Linked DNA regions of Cricetulus griseus: region 2 is linked to region 1. Evidence: chromatin contacts called from public Hi-C data. All regions are on one chromosome and are shown on one strand. Each heading gives the region's core, a stretch centred on a gene start, on an enhancer-like site or on the middle of the called end of the contact. The rest is flanking DNA. Distances are from core to core; before and after follow the strand shown.

Region 1 (7,031 bases), core at 3,218-5,717:
TTAAAGTAACACATTTTAGAGAGATAAGTAAATCATTGGAAAGACTCTTTTCCTGGTCACATTCAGGGCTATTTTTAGGACTGATGCAGTGTAGCCAGTTTGAAGCCAACTGTCTATGCGGCAAAATGTCCCCTTCTCCACGCTCCATGGCCCTTACTTGGGACAGTGTTAGGAGAGATGGGTGGATGGATATGATTAGTCCCATCAGCTCCATCTGTCTTTTCATCACCCCAGCATGAGCTACCAGTTCAGCTTCCACGCTCGCCAGACAAGTTGTTTCCGGCTCCGCCTCAGTTTACTGAGCTGAAAATGAGTCACTCTCTCAAAGAATGCCTGTGCCTGGCATGTGGTCTATTCTCAGAGTAGTAGGTAGCTCATTACCACTATTATTATGGTTTACTTTCTGTTACTAGACTGTGAGCACTGCCATCCACAGTGTTACAGCCTGTCTACCTAAGGCACAAATCCTCTGTGTTCTATGTTGTCTTGAGCAACCCTTGCCTTCACATTTCATATCCATAAAACAGGCATATAAGTTTTAGCCCTCACACAGTGGCAGGGAGGATGGGCTGAGTTCATGCTGTGTATGGTAAGGAACATGAATGATTTGTTAGGCAGACAGATCATTTGTGAAGGAAATAGATCCAACTGATGAACCTATTCAAAGGCTATTTTTCCTCATTCACGACCCTGCCTGTGCCTACATATTAGATTTTCTTTTAAGTCACAATCCATTATCTAAAAAGAAAATCTGTGCATATAATAAACATGGCCAGCCATATTTTCTTTGCTGGAAACTCCTCGTTCACGAGCAATTCCACATCAGTTATTAATGCCATGAAGTGGGGAGTTCCTGGATAAGCATCTGTATTAGTTACTTCTCCCATTGCGGAAGTGAATTAGAAGGAAGGTTTGTTTTTTAGCTTACAGCTTCAGGATACTCTCCAACTCTCCATCATGGTGAGAAAGGCATGGCAATGAGGACAGCTTTGGTGATTCCGGCTGGGGTGGCAGGAGCATGAGGCAGTTGCCCACAGTGCACCCAAAGTCACAAATGAAAAAGATGAATGCTGGGCTTGGCTGCCTTTCTCCTCTTCCCTTTGTTCACTACAGAATTTTATACCATGGAATGATGCCACCCATGTTCAGACTTCCTTAGTTAAACTTCCATGTAAATACTCTCACACAGCCAGATCTGAGTTTCCTAAGTGATTTTTAAAACCAGTAAAGTTGAAAATGATGGTTAATCATCACAACTTCTTCCCTTTTCAACTTGACACCCAGTCACATCCCCTTTAAATCCTAATACTCCACTCCACGTCCTCCAGGACTCATGTCCATCTGATAAAGCAAAATGAATTCAGCTCAATTTCAAAAGTTCCCATGGTCTTTAACAGTTTCAACACTGTTTAAAAGTCCAAAGTCAGCCAGGTATGCTGGTTCATACCTTTAATTCCGGCATTTGGGAGGCAGAAGCAAGTGGATCTCTGAGTTGAGGCTAGCCTGGTCCACATAGTGAGTTCCAGGACAGCTACAGAGAGAGACCTTGTCTCAAAAAAGCACAAACACACAAACACACACACACACACAGAGAGAGAGAGAGAGAGAGAGAGAGAGAGAGAGAGAGAGAGAGAGAATACAAAGCCTCTCCTAAGACTCAAGAAACCTCTTAATTATAAACTCTTATAAAAATGTTTACTTACATACTTTCAATATGCAATGGTACAGATAAAAATTCTCATCCTAAAGGAAAGAAGAGACCAAAGGATGACTGAAACCCAGTAGAGAAATCACCAAATCCTGCAAATCCTTCAGCTTCATATTCTATATCTGGGATTTTGGTGGCATTATATGGGCTCCAACAGCCTTACCTGAATGTGCCTCTCCAGTTCTACTGCCTACAGCTCACCTATTATCACTTGGATTGTATCTACTGTGCATCTGCAATTTTCCTTAGGCAGACATCAACAGTTCTATCGTCCCAACATCCTGGGATCTCTATTGCCCCATAGGTCTCACCTTCACAGGTTCATATAATGGCATCCCAGGGCCTTCTTTCAGGAAATCCAATCCTGCCGCATTATTGCTTGACCTCACTGGCATTCAGGAATCGTGGTCAAGTCTCCATGACCCCTTCCTTCTTGTATCTCTCACATGCCTGCAATGTCAGCACCATGTGGACCACTGAGCAGAGGCCCATTGCCAGTTTGAAGTACTGTGTGGCTCTGCTGCAGCTATCATGCTCTCTGTACATTTTGGCAGCCAAATATGGGGACACGGGGATGGGGGGAGGTCTATAAATGGTTGATTTTGAGTAGAGAACATGAAATGTCATGTTCCTGTTTCTATCTCTTCCCCTTCAGGTGTCTTTGGTGGGTAGTCTTGATCTCAGAGCACCATGCTTAGAGGTCAGGATGGAACTCCAGGGTTCTCTTTCAAGGTGATGACCTCTTTAAGAATTATAGTTACCTTCTCCCCACCTACCTTGTCAAACTTTTGGCTTGCTGTTAATCCTGTCCGAGCTGAATTGCTCGTTTTTCATATCTTTCTGTTCCCTCTCCCTGTCCCTCTCCCTCTGAGCTAAGAAGAGTGGCATTTATCATGCACACCTTGGATATTATATTGTCTTAAATTTTCCTTTCTGAAAAAGGTTTAGTTCATGGCCATTGAATCTGACTTTACTTAAGTTTTCAGGGCATGGGGAGCCTGTAACTATATGGACTTTTCACAAGGACAAAGTAAATGTGTCCTCTAGCCCACTCTCGGCTATAGTCCTAATTCAACTTAGAAAACTCACGAGTGCAGTCTTTACTTCACCACTCTCAGCACTCTGGTCTTCCACACTCCCACCAGTGTGTTATGCTCTGTTAACAACATTCTCCACTCTACAGTCCAAATTCTATGTTCCTCCTACAAATCACATGGTCAGATTGATCACAACAATCACTCCAGTCCTGGTACTTATTTTCTGTTTTGGTAATTTTTCTCATTTTTGTGATAAAAGGCCTGACAAGGGCAACATAAGGTAGGGTTTGTTTTAGCATGCAGTTTAATTGTCTACTTTATCATGGTGGTGGCCCTAACGGCCTGATCTGTGGTGACGGGAACATGAAGCAACTAGTCACACTGGGGACACTCAGAGCTCTGTTCTAGGTGATTCTGAGCCCCAGGTAGTTGATAATGAAAATTAAAAATTAAAATTAAAGAAGCCAGGTATGGCGAGGCATGCTTTAACCCTAGTACTTAGGCAGAAGCAGGCAGATCTTTGTGAGTTCAAGGCCAGCCGCATCTACACAGCAAGTTCCAAGACAGCCTGGGCTACATAGAGAGACTGTGTCTTAAAAACTAAAATTAATCATCAGAGCACGCCAATTAAAAAATGCACATTGAGTGTGAAAGAGATGACCAAAGGACTCTCTGAGTACTTGACTAATACACCATGGATTCTACTCAGAGATTAGCTTTTAGTCATGCAGTATATATTTTCTCCATCACAGGGTCATCTCACTCATGCAAAGTATAATGGGGGTACAGTATTGGACTCCCTGCTGTGCTCAGAAATTTCATTATAAATGAGAAACATTCACTTGCATTATGTGGTCTTACTGAAAGCCATATTCATAAGCTTCTAAGTAGAAGATTGAAGTCTATGGATTTATTTCAGATATGCTTTTTACTTCTAGCTTTAATAGGAAATTCTGCCAGAGCAAAGGTCATTAAAAAGAATATGCTTTGATGGATCCGTCGCTTACCATGAACAATGTAATGGGGTACACTAAATTCTATTACCACTTAAGGACTGGTTTCCCATAGTCTCAAGTATCCTGGATCCCTTTTCTGGTCTGTTTTGATGTCTTGCAATTTGTCCCTGAAATTTCCTTAGGATTTTTTTTCTTTTTTGAGATCATTGGATAAATTCTTCAGCACTGTTTTTAACTCAAATTGTGACCTGACATGACAGATTTAGGAGACTCATTTATAAATGTACACACGACTTCCGATTGACATCTCAATCAGATGCCGTCATAGAAGAAGATGGACATCAAGGACCAGCTTGATTCAGCTATCATTTTGTTAAAAACCTTTCACATCCAACCATACCTGTTGTGCACAGACATCCCTGTGAGATTGGCAAGAGAAGTCACGAGGTCCAAGCACTTTCCCAATTGCGAGTTTAGAGAGTATCTGCTGCTCTGACTGCATGCTGTAGAGAGAAAGAAATGCAACAAGAAAAAGCTGATAGACAAATTGTCCATATAGTGCCATCTATGGTGAGAGGTTAGTCACTGCATATGTTCCACCACAAAAAGAAAAAGAAAAACCAAAGGCAAAGTACCTGGCAAAATAGAAGGCATAAGGCATAAAAAAAAAAAAAAAAAAAAAACCTTGCTGTATGAATCAACTTCATCTATAATTATCAAAAATGTATTTTATATAATATAATAAATTTTATCTAAAATACTAGAATGTTCTCTATGCCTTTCCTCTGCCATCATGCATCATACGTCTGAATTGGCTTCTCACCATGTCTTCTCACAAGACTTTCAGAATCAGACAATTGCTGGCCAAGAAACAAAAGCAAAATTGTCCTATTCCTCAGTGGATTGGGATGAAAACCGGTAACAAAATCAGGTACAACTCCAAGAGAAGACACTGGAGGAGAACCAAGCTGGGCCTGTAAGGATTCACACAATCAATAGCAAGACTTGAGAGTTTATACTGAATCATGGTCAATGGTCAAAGCAATGTATGCTGCCAGATGGAGTTCAACATTTTTAACCTGGAGACTTGGTCATGTTTAAGCTGGGAATGGTTTGTCCAGTAATAAAAATATAGAGCCTTTCAAACTGCAAAATAAATAAGTAAAAATAAAATACTAGAATGTATTGTAGAACTTCAAGATAAACATAATGAAATGAACATATTTATCTAATTAAGCTACCTTGAGTTTACACTAAAACTGCATTAAGAGTTAATTTTATAGATGTAATCCAGAAAGCGTTTGAACTAAGAAGATAAACAGTTATCTGAGAAAGTTGGCTATATGTTTACAGCTGTAATATATCTGAGGAACTGTTCATAGATCAAACAAGTGGTATGCTGGGAACCATCTTGAGTTGTTCCATAGAAATCTTAAAAATCTCAGGAATTGAAGATGCTACTTTCTTGAAGAAGGAGGAGTAGCGAATAGAATGGGGTTTGGCGGCTATTGAAATATAGTCAGAATTCCTATCTGAGAAAGGACCAGACTTAAGTGAACATGACACAAGATATGTACAAGCAAAGTAACCACTTTGAAAATAAGATCACAAACTGCAACACAAAGAGATCCATGCATGCTTTCCCCACATTGGCTTAGAATACTAGCACTAAACTTTTATTCTTTGTGCAGGAGATTAGATGAGGAGACCTGAAGAGGAGATACAAAGTCAAATCTTTCTACAGTGATGCCTCATCTGTCTCAGAGTTCTCAAAGCCACTTATCAAAGTTCATTAAACTAATCCAGTGAATGTTTCATTCTGCCAATTAGAAAATATAAATAAACAGTAGTTACTAGATGTAGGATGAGAACTTTCTTTTGGAGGGAGAAAATAACAGCAGTAAAATAACAATACAGAAAGAATTAATTACATGTGTAGATATTTTATCCTTAGGAAAGTAACAAATATATTCATCTTTGAAATAAGAACAGATGTTGTTTTCAAAAAATGTCAGATATCAGAAATTGGCTCTTGGATATTAAGAAGAGCATAGAAGAAACAAAACACTGAAAGAATATATGGGAATATAATTGAAGAAACAGCTAAGTTAAATGTGATAATTGTATGATAATTGTTTTAAATGTGAGAAAATAATATTCTAGAAAGAAAAAAGCATCATAAAATGCATTTATTAAATTTATCCCAAATTTTCATACCAAAACAGAGAGTAAAGACAAAACTGTACAAAAACAAATCATTGAGAAATTTTAATAAATTTGGGACAAAGATGCTGAATATTTCTAGAGAGACAAAAGCAAAATAGGCCACATAACAGCTTTAAAAATGGTGAATTAGAAAGACTTCAATATTTCCAACATCCATGCTGGAAATCAAAAGACAGTCAAACAACTTTACAAAAGAAAAAGAAAAAAAATCTACCAAGAATGCTATACCCTGCTAAACTAGGAACTATATGTAGAAGTGAATGTGAACCATTTCAAACATGCAAAGTTCAGGAAATTCAATACTCCGAAGTCTTTCAAGGAACTACTGACAAATGTGCTACAACTAAAATGAAATATATATTTATGAAAGAGCAAGGCATAATATGTGAAAATAAGAGATATTAAGAATAGAATAAAATTAAAAGGAGTTGGAATTCGTCAATTTGGTCAGAGGACTCCAAGAAAGACTTCAGGTCAATGTAACTGAGAAAGCACTTGCATTTTGAACACATTACAATGAGGTTTAGATAGCTGATGGAAAGTTAAAGTTGTCCTAGATATATGTGCAAAGAAATTAACAGTTGGGCTGGAGATGGCTCAGAGATTAAGAGCACTGACTGCTCTTCCAGACGTCCTGAGTTCAACTCCCAGAAACCATATGGTGACTCACATCTATCTAGAATAAGAACTGATCCTCTCTTCTGGCCTGCAGACATATACACAGGCAGAACACTGTATATATAATAAGCAAATAAATCTTGTTTTAAAAAAGATATTAGCAAATGAATAATAATAAGACATTTATAAAACTCAAGGGAAGTTAAAAGTTATGCAAGATAACTGTTGGATCACTTCATGACTTGGATCTTAATAGAATGTATAGCCATGATATTAGCTTTGATGATAGTGACTTCATATGGGGGAGTAGGTAAAAGAAGGAATGCTACCCTCTTCTTCCATGATGGGAAGTAAAAAAAAAAAAAAAAAAAACACTTAACATGAACATTATTTTGAGAACCAGAAATAAATAGATATGGAAGCATCACTGAAAGATTGGAACATCTTTGCTTCTAATCAAGGAGAAACTGGGGAGCTTGTTTCTAC
Region 2 (7,031 bases), core at 1,287-3,786, 490 kb before region 1:
TTGGTTTCATAATTCATTCACTAAGTGTGGTTGCCAGCTAAACAATTTAGGGTTTGCTTTTAAGATGGAATGGGTAGAGACGCTGACAGAAAGGATTCCATTATGGAGTGTCTGAGAAGTGTTCAGTTCAGTGTGTTGGCCTGAGGTTCCTCTAGAGTCCATTTTATGGAATAGCCAAGGTCAGTCTTGACTTCCTAAGGCACTCCAACGGGTAAAGCTTTCTGCTCAATAATTATTTCAGTGGGTGATGAAATAATTGATGGAGAAACAAGAAAAGGAAAGACCAGCCTGGAGCAGAACAACACAGTAGGGGGTGTTGTAAGGATAACTGAGAAAGTCTGGGGTCCTGGCAGCAGAGACTTATTGCAGTCTTTCACAATAAAGAGCAATGTGAACATGAGAGCGTTGCCTCCTGTGAGGTAACTAGTGGGTCAAGGCCATTGCTTTGAAGGCCTACGGGCATCAGGTTCCTGTTGTACTTTGACAATGCAGGAGCAGAATGAAACAAGACGGTCTTCTAATGCATTTGTGTGTGTGTGTGTGTGTGTGTGTGTGTGTGTGTGTGTGTGTGTGTGTGTGTATGTGTGTGTGTGTGCGCACTCGTGCTCTCCAAGAACAAGACAAGGCCTCCAATGATGACAGGAATTAGGGATCTCAATTATGATAGTTCCAAGAACATCGCTGGTGATCTATCTTATCTATCATAATCAATTTGTCATCTGTCTGTCTGTCTACATATATTTAAGTGGTACTTGGAATTCATACCAGGATTCTCCATGTATCAGGCAAGCCATCTAGCACTGGGATGCGCCCTCCTTATCCTTTCAGGTATATTTGGTAGTCTTTTGAATGGGTTTATAAGCTTTGGCCCACAGAGAACTAGGAACTGAGCACACAGAGAAAAAAGATTGACGATGATGTTTCTAGTGTACCATGGTATAGGTGTGTAGGTCAGAGGGCAACTTTGGGAAATCACTTCTCTCCTTCTACCATGTGGAGTTGGGGATAGAACTCCAGCCATCAGGCTTGCTGGCAAGTGCTGTGACTTCCTAACCACATCACCAGAGCTTCTTCATATTGTTTCTTCTTTTCTAAAATTGGCCTTTATGGTAATCTGTATTGTAATAAAATTCGCTCATTTTCTGTGTCTTGCCCCATGAGGTTTGACAAATGTAAACACAGACACAGAATGTTTCCATCATTCTCAAAAGGTCCCTGTTTGTCTTTTATGCCAATCTTTGCCCACCCCTGGCCACAGGCACCTACCTGATCTACTTTCTGTCACCACAGAATACCTTGCCTATTCTTCATCCTGTTGTTCACTCTTGCCTGGCTTGGCTCACTAAGCTTAAACTTTGTACACTCATGGGTATGTTCTTGAGCGTCTGTCCCTTCTCATCATGGGATAGTATTCTAGTTTAGGGAACACATGTACACACTGAAGTTTGTTTCTCTAGTCAGTTGCCTTTAACGTTGCTGGCCAAGTCTGTGTGAGTGTGTTTTCGGTTCTCTTGAGCAAAAACTTAGAAGTAGAATTTCTAGATTGTGTAATAAGTAAACGTTTATAAGAAATCACTTTCTAAAGTGGGTTTATCACTTTATGCCCCACCCTCTACCCCTGTGATGGATGAAGGTTCCAGTTGTTCCCCACCCTCCCAAACACTTGACATTATCAACATTGGGAGTGAAGACACACACTCAGACACCTGTGTTTCTATATGTATGACACCCCCCCCCGCCATGCCTCCCGGCGCCCCACACCTTTCATCTTCCTTGGGAAATAAAAGCTGTGTTTGTCCCCAGATGAACTTTTAATTTTCAAAACACTGTTTTCGGGCAATCCAGACTAGCACGTTGCCAACTTTCTGGCGGGGCGAGGTTTCTATGGAGTTCTCGCTCTAAACCTCTAAACAGCTTCTCCTCTACATAAATAGTAACCCTCTCTTCCAAAAGACTGGAGAGCCCCAGCGAGAAGAAAAGCCGAGGGCTCTCTCCTCATTTCTCTCCAACGTCCTTCTTTTCTTTTGTTATATGTTTAGGATCTGATAAGGCACCACCCAGGCTCGCGCCCAGGTTCCCCGAAAAGCCCCGGGAACATCAGTGCTGGCAAAGGCACGGGGCATGCTCAGAGGGCGCGTGGCGCAGGCGTCGGCTGCAGTGGGGCCCGGGAGCCGGGAGGTGCCGCTGCGTCCCCGCTTCCCGCTGCTGACCCAGCGCTCAAAGTTGGGCAGGGAGCTGGGGGAGGAGGACCGCGAGCGAGGGTGGCGGAGCAGGGGCGGGAGGAGCGGAGGGAGGAGGGGACCGGAGCGTGTCAATCGCGCGCTCCCTCTGGGCACAGAGGATGTGCTGAATGGTGCGCTTCGAGGCGGCGGCCAAGCAGGATCCGGCGGTGGGCGGCTCGCACTACCCGGCTCTGCTTCTTCGCGTCTTCCGAGGCACCACAGCCACCGCGGGCTCTCGACCCTGCGTCCCGCCTGGGGCATGGCCGGCTGCTGCGCCCTCGCGTGTCCCGCTTACTGAGCGGTGCGGGCCAGAGGTGCGGAGGCCAAGAGGCCGGGAGGCCGGCTGGCAGCGGAGCCCAGAGCCTGCTGAGCAGAGAGCCGAGCCCGCCCGTGCGTGGAGCTCCGCGCCCCATCCCCGCCGCGCTCGCCCGGGCTGCCCGGAACCCCAATGAGCCCAGATGGCTGGGGCTCAGCCCGGAGTGCACGCCTTGCAACTCAAGCCTGTGTGCGTGTCCGACAGCCTCAAGAAGGGCACCAAATTCGTCAAGTGGGATGATGTAAGTGAGGGGCGGCGCGGTGGGGAGCGGGCCGGGCACCCGAGGGCGGGTTGCGTGGGGGTGGGGCGAGGGGCTCGTTATGCAATGGGGCGCTGGAACGGGCGCGGGCAGCCCGGGGCGCACAGGTTGCCAGCTGCCGGGCTGGGTGGCTGAGGGTGACAGCTTCGCGCGCGCTCTCCTCCTCCTAGGGGCTTTGGAGTTGACATCCTTGCTGAGTCTGGCCAGTGCCTCCAGAGGGATTTAAGACTTTGAGGCCAGTAGAGCTGGAGGGACAGGTTATACCCAGTGTCGGGTCCCGCGAGTTTGGAAAGAGCATGAAGTTAGGACCAGCTGGATAGCGCTGGAAAGAACTAGGCGCACCCCTCTTGGCTGGCTAAAGAGCTCTGTTACCTCTTTTGCCCTCTTTCCAGAAGGAATACCTAACTACCACCCAGGTCCAAAATCTTGTAATTACCGATAACCCCTGAGCATTTTTATGATGGCCACGCGGCAGAAGACACAGCGGTATAGCCGACAGGTGGTCGTTGATGCCAAACTTTAGCGGCTGGCTCCGGAGTGAGGGGCCTCGGGAAGGGCTGGAGAGGGCACACTAGAGGCGTATTAGTGAGCAAATGAGGGGCTGTTAGGGCTGAGGAGCACAGAATGGGCCTGCAGAGAGGGCTAGGTTTTGAGAAAGGAGCTTGCTTAAGTTTTCACTTGGATATAGACGCCCAACTTCACCCTCTCATCTACTTGCACCCTTAGCTGTGTAGGACAGAGTCTGCCCAGCCTTGAGACTCCACTGCTTCTCCTACACTCTAGATCCCATGACCTCTCCCTTTCCTCTACCCTACTTGCCGTCAGAACACTTAGAGAATTCTTAATGAAAACGAGAATGGGATGCACATTATACTATCAATTTAGCTTCCTGGGTGTCATCCAAAGGGTCTGGTAAGAACAACTCACCTGAATAAACCTGAGATGTTAAGATCTAAAGAAATTCAAGTCCTGATTATGAATACATCTCTCATCAGGGGCAGCTATAGGAGAATGAACTGGTCTTCTCACTGAGAAGATTTCCCACCTCGTAAATTACAGCCTGTTATCCTCCTGGGTATTTTACTTTAATCTTCTTAAGCCAATTTTCAGTGTCTGAAAACAATTTAAATATTCCAGGTAGTGAATCCAATTACTTAGCTGAGTGCATCTGTGCCTATATTTTGTCCAACTGGAATCGCAAACTGAACTTGCAGGACGAGCCACAGCCTCCTTGAAATCTCATGACAATTATTAAATGATGTAGGCAAGGATGTAAACATGCTCTCTTTACGAAGGGCTTTGCATGTTTCTCCATTCTGTCCCAGTCCAATGTGGCCGGATGCTGTTATAAATGGAATAGAATCTAAACAATAAATCCAGACACAGATGGATTGTTTTACGTCAAGAAAATAAAAGGAGAGTACAGTCCAACAAGTAAAATGTTCTTGCCCATCTAGACACACTTAAGAGCTAATAAAATGGTGGGTCAGAGAAAGAGGGGATGGTAAAGAGAGAAGAGAGAGAGAGGAGAGCAGCCTTAGAGTAAAAAAGGGGGAGCAATTTCAGTCATAGCCTATGGATTCTTTACACTCATGGTTTTTAAGCTATATATTAAATAACTCTCAATGAATTCTGGTTTGTGAGAAAATAAGATATTGAGAATGAAGGATATAGATAACCAGGTGGGTGATTTGTGTTGCATGTATTTATGTAACAAACATTTCATGCTCATTTAGCAGTGCCTGTCTAACTACATTTTGGGATGATGGAGAAAGTAGGTAAAAGCTCTCCTGTTACAGACTGGGTACACTAAATAGAAGAGACCAAAACCATCAAAACACAGATGAGACAAATTGAAGAAATTGATGCCCTGGGAGTAATGGAGGAGCCACTAGTCAGTGCTAGGAGAAGGGAGAGGTGGGAAGCATCCTACCATCACTGCAGCGGTGAGTTTCTGGGAAGACTTGTGCAAAAGAGGCAGGCACTTCGGAGAGTTAGAGTCTTCTTAAAGAGAAAACAGACTGCACCCAGAGGATGAGTTAACTGCACTTCAGAGGAGTGCCCTGCAGGCACTCTGGCTCTCTTCCTCCCTGTGATCTGTGCAGTAGGAGGCATCCAGACTTCCTTAGTATCGTTTGTAGACCCCCATGCATCCCCCTCTCTAGTCTTTCTAGGTTGTATTCCCTCTTTCAGAACCAAGCCAGTTTGATCTGGTTGGCTGTTTCTAATGCATTTATATGAAGCTGTGCTTTCAAGACAAAGCAAACAAAATCTTGAATCCAGGGTCTGGGTTCTCTCATCTGTCACCACGGTGACTTTAGACCAATAAACACATTGAACCTTTGTTGTCTTTTGTACAAAACTGGTAGGGCTACATTTCCTATACATTTGGTGAAATAGTTTGTGGGAAGCCTCTGTGATCAACACTCTCCCCACTTTTCCTATCAGAAACATCTAGAAGGCCTGGTAGTCCTGGGATTGCTGGGTCTATTCTGTGTCTCATCAGCTCTTGGGAAGGGCTGGAGAGTGCTTTTTTCTCACTGGGCAGTAGACAATAGTGGTTGCTGCTGCTGGTCTTAGAAACAACACTGTATGTGACCAGGGGGGAGGTTTGTGAATGAACTGTCACTGTGACTGCCTAGCCGATGTAAATGTTCCCTGACTTGTGAATTTAATTTTATCCCTGTGCTTACATTTTGAGAAATTTGTCTTCTAGGAATTGGAAACACTATAGTGGCAGTTTTATGAGATAAATAACCCCAGAGGAGGTTATTGACTGAAGCATCATCAATACTCAGATTGGAATGAATAACTCATATTTTTGCATTTCTTTTGAACTATTGATAGGCAATGAGTGAATAATTCTACCCTCCCTCCCTCCTCTCTCCCTCCCTCCCTCCTTCCCTCCCTCCCTCCCCTGGGTTTGAGAAGGTCTCTGGTTTGATTCTGTGTCACAGAGCTATGGAAGTTTCTCTCTTTTAACTTTTGCACTGTCTTGGGGAAAACATTCCCTGTTTCTACCCCAAGGGAACATCCCATATACTTGTCTAGAAGAAAAATAAATGCTTCAAACAACTTAGAGGCCCCTTGTACACCTGCTTTACTGTGAAAACAGTGGAATCCTGCTTTAAAGAGGGAGTGTGGCAACTCCTATAGATTTTTACTCTCCTATTAGACAGCACAGTACATAGTAAGAACAGAAAATGATGCTCGGGGGCTATTTAGGATGGTGAAGTGCTACACACCATAATCACTAGTCCTGTTTTGCCGGCCACCATAGGGAATGGGAGGTGTCACCCTTGGAGGCTCTTTACTAAAGTCCTGGTGAGGTCTCGGATGTCCTAAGTATGATTGTCACTGCCAAAGGCACCAACATATGACAACAGATGACAATAGGTATCAAGTGGCTAAGAGCAGGGCCTGGGTGGGGTCTGCCGATGCTTTGCAGTACCTAGTCAGGCAGTTGCTCTCTTACTGTGGAAGATCTGGGAGTCCTTAGAAATAACGGAAGGTTTTGAAACTTGAAATATTTTAAAACTAATCACTGTGGGCATAACATAACAGCAAAGCTGATCCTGTGTTCCTGAACTTGGTGAAAGGAGAAAAAGGTGACCTATTGTGGCTTCTTGCTTACTAATAGCAGTAAATCAAACAAATGACAGCCTTTTATTTTGTATTTGCATATGGCCAGATTAAAGGTGGAAGATGATCAATCTTTTGTATTGTGGATGTTACAGGAGAGCTGAGGTGAGGTAGACAGTGAATGGTAATTTGCTTTCTTCATCTTAGCTAGGGAGCAAGAGGGATTATTATGAATTTGACCATTTTCTTCTTTGAGTTTTGACTTCTGTCTGGATTGGTGTTGTGGGGCAGAAGTTTTCTTGGGAAGACATTACACATATATCTACTCACCCCAGATAGGAAGCTCCTGACAAACCAAAGTATGGATGCCACTAGAGTCCAACTTGGTGAACACTAAGTTTCATTGGGGTTACTTACAGGAGTGTGAGTGAAAAGGTTACTTGCAGAAGCAGAAATGACTGACAAGACAGCTGCTTTCACCAAAGCCCACCTCAGCATGGGTGAACCTAGAGCACACTGCACAGCTTACAGGCAGCCCAACAAGTTGGAGAGTGTCTTTTCCAGATGGTTCAGTTAGGCTAGACCTCTTTTAGGCCACTGGGCTGGTTTCTGCTTCTTACAGGCATCTGGACATGTCTGAGGTCTTCTTTGC

Evidence for each region. Hi-C and Micro-C count contacts between places; a contact is called where the count stands out from the background.
Region 2: a Hi-C map of fibroblasts shows a contact between it and region 1, with 5 times the contacts expected there. The contact joins the promoter of Plcb1 here to the promoter of LOC100771536 in region 1. A contact is called at or near these places in 2 of 8 Hi-C or Micro-C datasets (the CHO-K1 cell line and fibroblasts).

Annotation. Positions count from the first base shown.
Region 1 is chr6:43,359,301-43,366,331 of CriGri-PICRH-1.0, reverse strand. It overlaps LOC100771536 (60S ribosomal protein L39-like), which reads left to right and starts at 4,467. Exons shown (of 1, transcript XM_035446910.1): 1 at 4,467-4,854. The coding sequence starts at 4,526. The coding sequence ends at 4,681. The region is part of intron 8 of Plcb1 (1-phosphatidylinositol 4,5-bisphosphate phosphodiesterase beta-1); the gene reads left to right.
Region 2 is chr6:43,852,336-43,859,366 of CriGri-PICRH-1.0, reverse strand. Plcb1 (1-phosphatidylinositol 4,5-bisphosphate phosphodiesterase beta-1) reads left to right here and starts at 2,536. Exons shown (of 31, transcript XM_035446906.1): 1 at 2,536-2,779. The coding sequence starts at 2,681.